Linked DNA regions of Sus scrofa: region 2 is linked to region 1. The links are chromatin contacts, called in public Hi-C maps. All regions are on one chromosome and are shown on one strand. The core of a region is the stretch at or near the end of the contact, and the rest is flanking DNA. Distances in the headings are between cores, read along the strand shown.

Evidence for each region. Hi-C and Micro-C count contacts between places; a contact is called where the count stands out from the background.
Region 2: a contact with region 1 is called in a Hi-C map of embryonic fibroblasts, with 2.5 times the contacts expected there. The contact joins the promoter of HIF1A here to the enhancer-like site in region 1. A contact is called at or near these places in 2 of 5 promoter capture datasets (fetal skeletal muscle and liver), 4 of 47 Hi-C or Micro-C datasets (brain, embryonic fibroblasts, fibroblasts and 1 more) and 2 of 2 datasets of contacts at active chromatin or transcription factors (alveolar macrophages and skeletal muscle).

Annotation. Positions count from the first base shown.
Region 1 is chr1:190,435,449-190,439,655 of Sscrofa11.1, reverse strand. It overlaps PRKCH (protein kinase C eta type), which reads right to left. Exons shown (of 14, transcript XM_021062478.1): 13 at 2,887-3,030; 14 at 223-1,495. The coding sequence ends at 1,349. Among named protein-coding and RNA genes, the nearest start is that of HIF1A, 190 kb to the left of the region's middle. Within about 2 kb of position 2,450, at least 20 of the 83 cell types and tissues checked have an H3K27ac peak or open chromatin away from gene starts, as enhancers often do. A contact at or near this core is called in alveolar macrophages, embryonic fibroblasts and skeletal muscle, where this site is marked.
Region 2 is chr1:190,623,175-190,627,394 of Sscrofa11.1, reverse strand. It overlaps HIF1A (hypoxia inducible factor 1, alpha subunit (basic helix-loop-helix transcription factor)), which reads right to left and starts at 1,959. Exons shown (of 15, transcript NM_001123124.1): 1 at 1,778-1,959. The coding sequence starts at 1,812.

The sequences.
Region 1 (4,207 bases), core at 1,201-3,700:
CAGCCTGTGGTAGCAACACTTAGCTGTCATTACCCTGATTCAAAACGAAAATTGTGGTTTAAGAAGAGACAGGCCACATGCATTTAAGCGATACCACATGATACCAGCCTTTGCTAGCAGAAGTTGCTTTGAGTCAAGTGTTCTATCCATTCTGCTCAAAGCTTATTTCAATTACGTATTTCCTTTCCTAGTGGGGCGTGGACATATCTTTCAAAAAATCCCTTTTGTTACAAAATGCATTTATTTCAGCCAGATAAAATTCTCCAACTGCATACACAGGCATAGCAGGTCCTTCTTTGATAAATGTCCTGCTTACAAGAGCCATTTCTAATTATTAAAATGCATATCAAACAGACAAGTTTATCTCTCAAAACATAATTTAAATAAATTGCTAAGGTATAAGTGGTAAGTCTGCTCATCAGCACGAGCGGTTCTTCACTGAGTCCAGAGCGGCATGAACACATCGCCCACGACAAGATTCCGCAAGTCAGCAAGCACCTGAGCTCACCTGCTGATTACGCAGATAGTTGTGTTGTGGCAGTGAGCTGCCTAATGGGAGAAGCTAGGTGCAGACAAAGTATGACATATGTAGCATGGAGAGGCATTTCATGGAAGGCAAATGCCATTCATGTAACTTAGGAATGAAAGCTTGGTAAACACAAATCTGTTGTTTATGCTACTGGGTATTGTGGCACCATCTCACTGGGCACTCAATAAATATCTATTAAGTGAAAGTAAGGATAAAAGAATAAGCTGTAGCAGTGGCCTGGGTGCCCACCTGTTAAGAGAGGGCTTTAAGTTGTGAGCTTTATGGATATCAGTTTTTGTTTCTTCAGAGTAAATCATCCTATTTGGAAAGCTCTTCATTTCTTTCTCTGTAAGTTCTTCACAAGCATTTCGAGACTTGCTGCAGACTGCCAGTATTATGGGCTCATGGGCTTATAAAACAGCTTGCAGTGGTCCCTAAAACGTCTAGGTTTGTCTCTTGAAATAAAACGCCTGATTGGCTCAGAAGTTCTGGGATCTAGTTTATTCTTCACACCCTTTCTCCTTTTGGCTCCAACTGTTAATATCTCAAGTCTGAAGGAGCCATGGAAATGCATGGGCTGAGCAGTGAATTTCCTCATGACATCTCATGTCGGTATCAACTCTTTGCCAGCACCGCGATCCCATGGGACTTCAAATAGTTGATCTCTTGAAGTTCCGTCCTTCACAGAGTTCTCCACCTGCCCCCGAAGGTCAGGTTCTTGTTCTAAGGCTGATCCTGGGGACGTGCCCACATAGGAAACTCCTGGAAAATCTCCATCCCCTTTTGATTCTCATACCATCTCTCCCACTCTGCATAAGGTTATGGGTGCAATTCTGGAGAGACAAAGGAAAAGTTTCTAAACTCATCCTGGTTGATCATAGGAAGATGTCCCTCATCAATTGGAGTTAAAACCGGTTCTTCCTTGATGAAGTCAGGGTCAAAATTACTGACGTCTTCTCGGGATTTCTGTCAAAAAGGAAACAAGATAAATTTCAGATTTTAGGCACTTGAGACTCACTCCTCTTCCATGGGATTTAAGCCGTTTCCAGTGAGTTGGGAGAACTGTTCCACAACTCTCCTGGTAGCGTGCGTTATTTACAGTCATGACAATTGATTAGACAGTGCTTTATTACTAATTCTTCTGCACTGTGTACCATTATGGTATTTGGTAACCACCAACTCACTAACCCCACAAAAATCTTGCTGAGCAGGCCGGCCTTAGGCTGGGAAGCTAAGGAATGAATTCAGTCACCTAACGCAGCTGGCTGGTTGGTCCCCCCGCTCCACTGCACTGAGGTACCACTTCGCATCAGGCCTTCCTGAGGGGCATGCAAGTCAGCAGAGGTTGCGTCAATTCACACTTGCCCCACCTGTTGTTTGTACAAAGGTCTATATGCTTGAAGAGATTTTCTTGAAAGGCTTCTTGGAAACACTCAGTTTAGGGAACAAATGCCTCTCACTTTACTCACCAGTCAGATCCATTCTGCCCTGCTGGCAAAGCTCACCCTCCTCCCAGACGAGCTGGCAGGGGGATGCCCATTAAAGGAAGTGGCTTAACCTCTGGGTGTTTGTTAGAGATTAAACTAAGGATGCTTGGAAATGGGTATTTGACATCTTTAAAAACTCATGCCGAAAAGATCTCTGACGTCTCCTATTTGAGTCACTGATCCTTCCCTCTCTGCCTCGTCCTAACCCTTGATGCAATGCTAGCCCCTGCTTGTTTGCCTTCCCACTGTGGTTCTCCTGACCACACTTGAGAAGGAGCTTAGCTCTCAAATGAAGAGTGAGGTGGCCCCCAGGAATGCCAGCCCACTCAGCTGCCTCACTCGGGGACATACCCACAGTGTTCCAGCATTTCCCAGTCAAGGGGACTTGGCCTCTACTGGCCTGAACCCTATGTGGCAATATCTGTCACAGACCCTAGCTCACCAAGGCAGGGAGCCAGGGTCAGGGCAGGGAGGAACATTCAGGGGCTTGGGAAAGGTCCCCTGACTAAGGAGCATGAGGAAATTGGTTATGGAGAATGAATTTCTCAACCCTACTCCTTTGGGGAAATCTGGAAAATTTTAAGGACTCTTAGATCTCAGGAAATCCAACTTAGATTGAGGGAGGATGGGGCCCAGGCAAGTAAGAGGTGGAAATTTGATGGGAAGTAACCCTGGCACATGGAGAAATGGTGCCTTGGGAGCAAGGAGCCCAGCCTCATCCTGGGTGAGGCTGCCTTGCAAAGCATCAGGCTCAACTTCCGGTCTGGTCATTCCACAAGGGACCTGCTAGCTGCTCAGCAGACTTGAGTGGAACACTGTGATGTTTTATGAAAGAAAAAAAAGTCTGTTGTGGTGGTCACGGACACTTACGATTCTGGGTCTGAATGGTGGTTCTACTTGGCGATGGTTTAGTTGGGCCCAGTCGATTTCCTTAAAGAAAGGGTGTCTCAGGATGGCATGCTCACCACCCTGACTCGGGCTGCCCAGGCGCATGGTGGGGTTCTTGGTCATGAACTGAGAGGGAGAGAAAGCAGGTCAGTCATTCAATCCTAGACGATAAGTATGTCATAAGACAGTAGGCATCGGCTCTGGCAGGAGGGCCTGTGTGAGGCTTTCTGGCTGATCTTGCTTAACTAGCTGAATTTTCCATCACGGGTGGCTCAGCCACGATGAGTCATTGGGTAAAGGCGCAATTGCCTGTGTGTATTTATGACCGTCCCCACTGCCATTTCAGACATGGCAACTAAAATAAAACTAAAAGGGTCCAGTTTTCTTTCCTGTAAATACCGTGGTTTTTTTTTTCCCCCTTGAAAGAAAAGAAACTCTTTATAAACTACGGTGCCTTTTCTCCAGCACTGCAGTTGTAGACAGCCGGTGTCTTATGAATGGGGCTACTTTTCAGAACAGCTGTGCCATTTTTCCGAAAGACGCAGTCGGCTCTCTGCCGAGACCGCAGAGAGAAGAGTGAGAGTCGTTATTCTGAAGCTCTGTGTGAGGAAGCCGCAAGGGCGAAAAACTTACAGTTCTGTGTTCAGGCGCCAGGAAAAACAAAGTTGGCCCCTCTTATTTATGCGACAAAGATAGCATAGTTTTGAGTGAGAAGTTTTTTTGTTTTTTTTTGTTTTGTTTTGTTTTGTTTTTTGCTTTAAGATGCTCGCTTCTCTCCTGCCCTTCCATTTGGAAATGTTTCGTGACTGAGACGCTTGCTAACACAGACCAAAAATGAAGAGCACTGCCACACATTCCAGGCATGTGGGTCTGTAAATCCTCTGTATTTCTATACTTTTCTGTGGCTGAGCCCCTTTCAAGATGTTCTAGGCTAAGTCTACTTTCACAAAGGAGTCCTTTACGGGTATTCTGATCATTTCCTGACCAAGTGCCAGTTAGAGGACCATTCACTTTTCATGGCCAGAATGTAATTTTCAGTTTCAACGACACTAAACTAATTTCCCATTAAAAAAAAAATTTTTTTTTTAGTGTTATTTCACCAATATAATTTATTTTCTACTGTACAGCAAGGTGACCCAGTTACACAAACATGTATACATTCTTTTTGCTCCTATTATCATGCTCCATTATAAGTGACTAGACATAGTTTACACAGCAGGATCTCATTGCTAATCCATTCCAAAAGCAATAGTTTGCCTCTATTAACCCCAAGCTCCCAATCCCCTCCACACTCCCTCCCCCT
Region 2 (4,220 bases), core at 710-3,209, 190 kb before region 1:
CAAATGGAACTGAGGAAAATCTAAAAACTAGTTTAGACTTGAGGATGAAGCACAGTAGCTAACTAATTTATTAATATTAAAGCTGTTTATGCTGTTCTCAACTGATGGATTGCAAAGGAGAAATGACCACATTATTGCATATAAGAAGAGAGTGGTGCATAACTTCATGCCCAGTATTAAGTATGATCCAGCGTATGAGGACAGAGAAGTGGCAATACAAAGAGGTGAGGTGCCTTAGATTTATATAAAATAGCAGCCTCATCATTTCATCAAAAGCCTTGCAATCACTTCTGCAAAATTAATTGCAATTAATTTCTATTACAACTTTTGGAATTAAGTCTGGGCCTGTTTTCTCACTTTTTGAAATTTATACGTGCTTTCTCTGGTATAAATATATATAAATATACATACAGAAACTGAGAATTTATCATTCTATTAGATAAATGCCAAAAAAGAATCCACAAAATAGCAAGAACATAAACAAGTTTATCTTCTGCTGATACAGATTACAGCAGTTAATCCCTCCCAGAAGAGTGGAGGGACTTAACAGTAAAGCTAGTCTACAAACCAGAACTCTTACCAGAAATCTTCAATTTCTTAAAATAATTTCCTCAAAGGTTAAAATACCAGAGTGGACCAAACACTGTGAGCGTTGGGGGTGGGTGGGTAGAGAATCACTTAATTCCACTGGTTGGACTCACAATTCTTAATCCTACAAGGTACCACTTAAGACTCAAACTTCAAGGTGTTTTAAATACTTGCATTAAGTTCTAACAGGATGATAATTTACTTCGAATATATTTTAGAACACTTCAACTTCAGGAAAATGAGACAGGTCTAAAAATTTTGCAACATTTTAGTGTTGCATTTCATTTGCTCCCATCACACTTTCTTTCCAATCTCATTATTAAGTGTTTGCCTGAATTTAGCCAGACGCTACGTTTTCACTAAGGTATCTTCCAGAATGAATGAAGTAGATATACTTCACTTACAACGTCTGGGCTCTCTTGACAGGTGATAGAAACCCCAGAATCCAATTATGATGTTCTCATTTAAATGTTGCTATTTCTCTAAATTCCCGTTACTCTGACTCTCACTCTAGGCAAGTTTTCCAAGGCGATTAAAACCAAACCAAATCAAACCAAACCTGCACGTGTAAACTAAAAAGTTAGCATCCCAGGCCCTCGCAGCAAGTCCCTAAAGCACAAAGGCAAAGGCACCCGCCGCGGCCGGACAACCGCTGGGCACGATCGCATCCGACCACGCGAGCCCCTGGGTCGGAAATCCAGAGCCCCGCGCCCACAAGGAAGCGAGGACCTGCGCGCAGGGGCAGACGCGGAGCCGAGTTTTCAATGGAACCCGAGAGGATGGGGGCGGGAAGGGGCGGAAGCTCGGGTGCAAGCGGCGGCGACCGAGCCGCGTCTCATTTCTCTTCCCGGGGTTTTCGGGCGCGGAGAAGTCCACTCGGAGCGGGCACCGGCCAGGCTGGAGGTTTTGGGGAGCAGGAAAGGGCCGTATGAGGCCCGGGCGGCTGGGAGCAGAAGCCAGCAGGGCCCAGGGCCCATGGCCGGGCCCCCACAAGCACTTTGGACGCGTCTCCCACCCCCCACGACAAGATGGCGACGTGGACAGTGGGGGAGCCCGGCCGGCGAGGCTGGGGGAGAGGGGAGGGGACAGGAGGCAGAAACAAAAAGGCGGCCCCCCGGAACGCGGAGCCAGCCCGCGAGCCTGGGCGGGGGTGCGGGCGGAGGACTGACCGGCGGGGGAGTGGGCTTACTTTTTCTTGTCGTTCGCGCCGCCGGCGCCTTCCATGGCGAATCTGTGCCCGAGATGCCTTCGCGGCCGGCGGCCCCCAGGCTCGCTCCGGCCTAAGCGCTGGCTCCCTCCGCACGCGGGGAGGAGGGAAAAGCACGTCCAGAGGTGGGGGTGCGAGGCGGGAAACCCTTCGTGAGACCAGAGGCGGGAGGGCAGGCGGCAATCACGAGGGTCCAGGTCCGGCTCCGAAGAGCCTCCCCCGAGGCAGCTTGTCAGGGCACGGCCCCGCGCACTGGCCAAAGCGGCGGCGAAGGCGATCCTCCCGTCCCCTCAGACGAGGCGGTTCTGTGCACTGAGGAGCTGAGGCAGCGGCAGGGGGCGGGCAAGGGCGGAGGCGCGCGCGGGCGCGCGGGCGCGGGGGAGTGTCGGGGCGCGCTCGCCCGCGGAAACCCGGAGCGCGCTCACGCAAGCCCGCCTCACCTGAGGGGGAGGCGGGTTCCTTGAGAACCAATGGCGAGCGACGCAGGCGGCCAGTCCCCACCCCAGCCCACGTCTGTCTCAGCCAATCAGGAGGCGGTCAGCTGAGGCACAGCTGGGAAGCGCTGCCCTGCTCACGTGCTCGTCTGTGTGCCGTAGTAGAGGAAAGAGAAAGGAGATGGGGTGCGGCTAGCCTGGGTCTGGGGATTCTGCGCCTTCTCCTAGGGAAAGCTGTGGCTGGCTTTGGGAGGCGCTGCTGAGAAGGGATTTCGGGTTTTGGGTCCCAAGCTTGCATCACACTTCCTGCTTTCGGTGCAAGTCTCCCGCTCTCCTTTCCCTCAGCAGCTGTGCTGTGCAAGGTAGCCGCCAGCTCTGCCCAGTCCCAAAACGTTTTAAAAAGGCAGACCTTTCGCGTCTTGGCGGCAAACCCTCCGTGCCTTTGCTCAGAAGTATTACAATAGGGTCTTTCTTGCCACGTTACCCAACCGCGGGCCAAGTCACCGACCACACCCTTTACTACAGAACACGAGGGTACTCGCATTGTTCCCTAAGTTTTTCTGTGAAGTTCGTTTCTAAGTAAATACGAAGAACAACAAAAGACAAAACTCCTCTTCTTGTATATCTCTCAAAGGAAGTAGTTAAGGTAGCAGGAAATGTTAAAATCTGAAATATTTTAAGCATTACAAATAGGTATAACAATGGGTATAGGAGTTCCCGTTGTGGCTCAGTGGTTAACGAATCTGACTCGGAACCATGAGGTTGCAGGTTCGGTCCCTGCCCTTGCTCAGTGGGTTAACGATCTGGCGTTGCCCTGAGCTATGGTGTAGGTCGCAGACGCGCCTCGGATCCCGCGTTGCTGTGGCTCTGGCCTAGGCTGGCAGCTACAGCTCCGATTAGACCCCTAGCCTGGGAACCTCCATATGCCGCGGGAGTGGCCCAAGATATGGCAAAAAGACCAAAAAAAAAAAAAGAATGGGTATAAGTGGTTTTTATAAAAAGAGCATAAACCTGAATTTCAAAAAGAACAGGAAAATGGCTTTAGGTTTACTTTTATTTTATCTTATTGTTGCTTTTAAAAGAGTGGAAGAGGAGTTCCCGTCGTGGCGCAGTGGTTAACGAATCCGACTAGGAACCATGAGGTTGCAGGTTCGGTCCCTGCCCTTGCTCAGTGGGTTAACGATCTGGCGTTGCCCTGAGCTGTGGTGTAGGTCGCAGACGCGCCTCGGATCCCGCGTTGCTGTGGCTCTGGTGTAGGCCGGAGACTACAGCTCCGATTCGACCCCTAGCCTGGGAACCTCCATATGCCGCGGGAGCGGCCCAAGAAATAGCAAAAAGACAAAAAATAAATTAAAAAAATTTTTTTTAAAAAATAAAAAAGAGTGGAAGATAATCTTAGATGGATTCAGAAAAGGGAAGACAACTCTTAGTTTGTGACTTACCACCTTGAATTGAGATCACTGTGTAGTCAGGAAGGAGGAATGAGATTTTTCCAAAACTCGCACTGAGACCTGGGCAGGGGACCTGCACAGGAGTTAAACTGATAATGTGGCAGCCAGTATTTCCTGTTTGCTAACATGGCTTTGCAAGTTCTTGGATAATACTTCATCACTTTTTGGCTTTGGAAGCATGCATTTCAAGCCTGTCAGTCTTCTAAATGAAAAAGACATATATTTTGAGCTATGCAAAGAGCACTGCATACATATCTCCACTTGGCACTGGATTATTTTCTCACCTTTGTCTTATGACTTATATTGTTAACAGTATAGCTTTGGGTTATATGTTAATGTGAATATCTAGATTTTAATTATATTGGCATGTAAAAACAATGGTCTACATAACATAGCATTAAACTCTTGATGAGAAAAAAATTGGAATTCCTGATATAGTTCAGCACGTTACATGAGGAACAAACTAGTATCCATAGGGATGCCGGTTTGATCCTGGCCTCACTCAGTGGGCCAAGAATCCAGCATTGCCTCAAGCTGCAG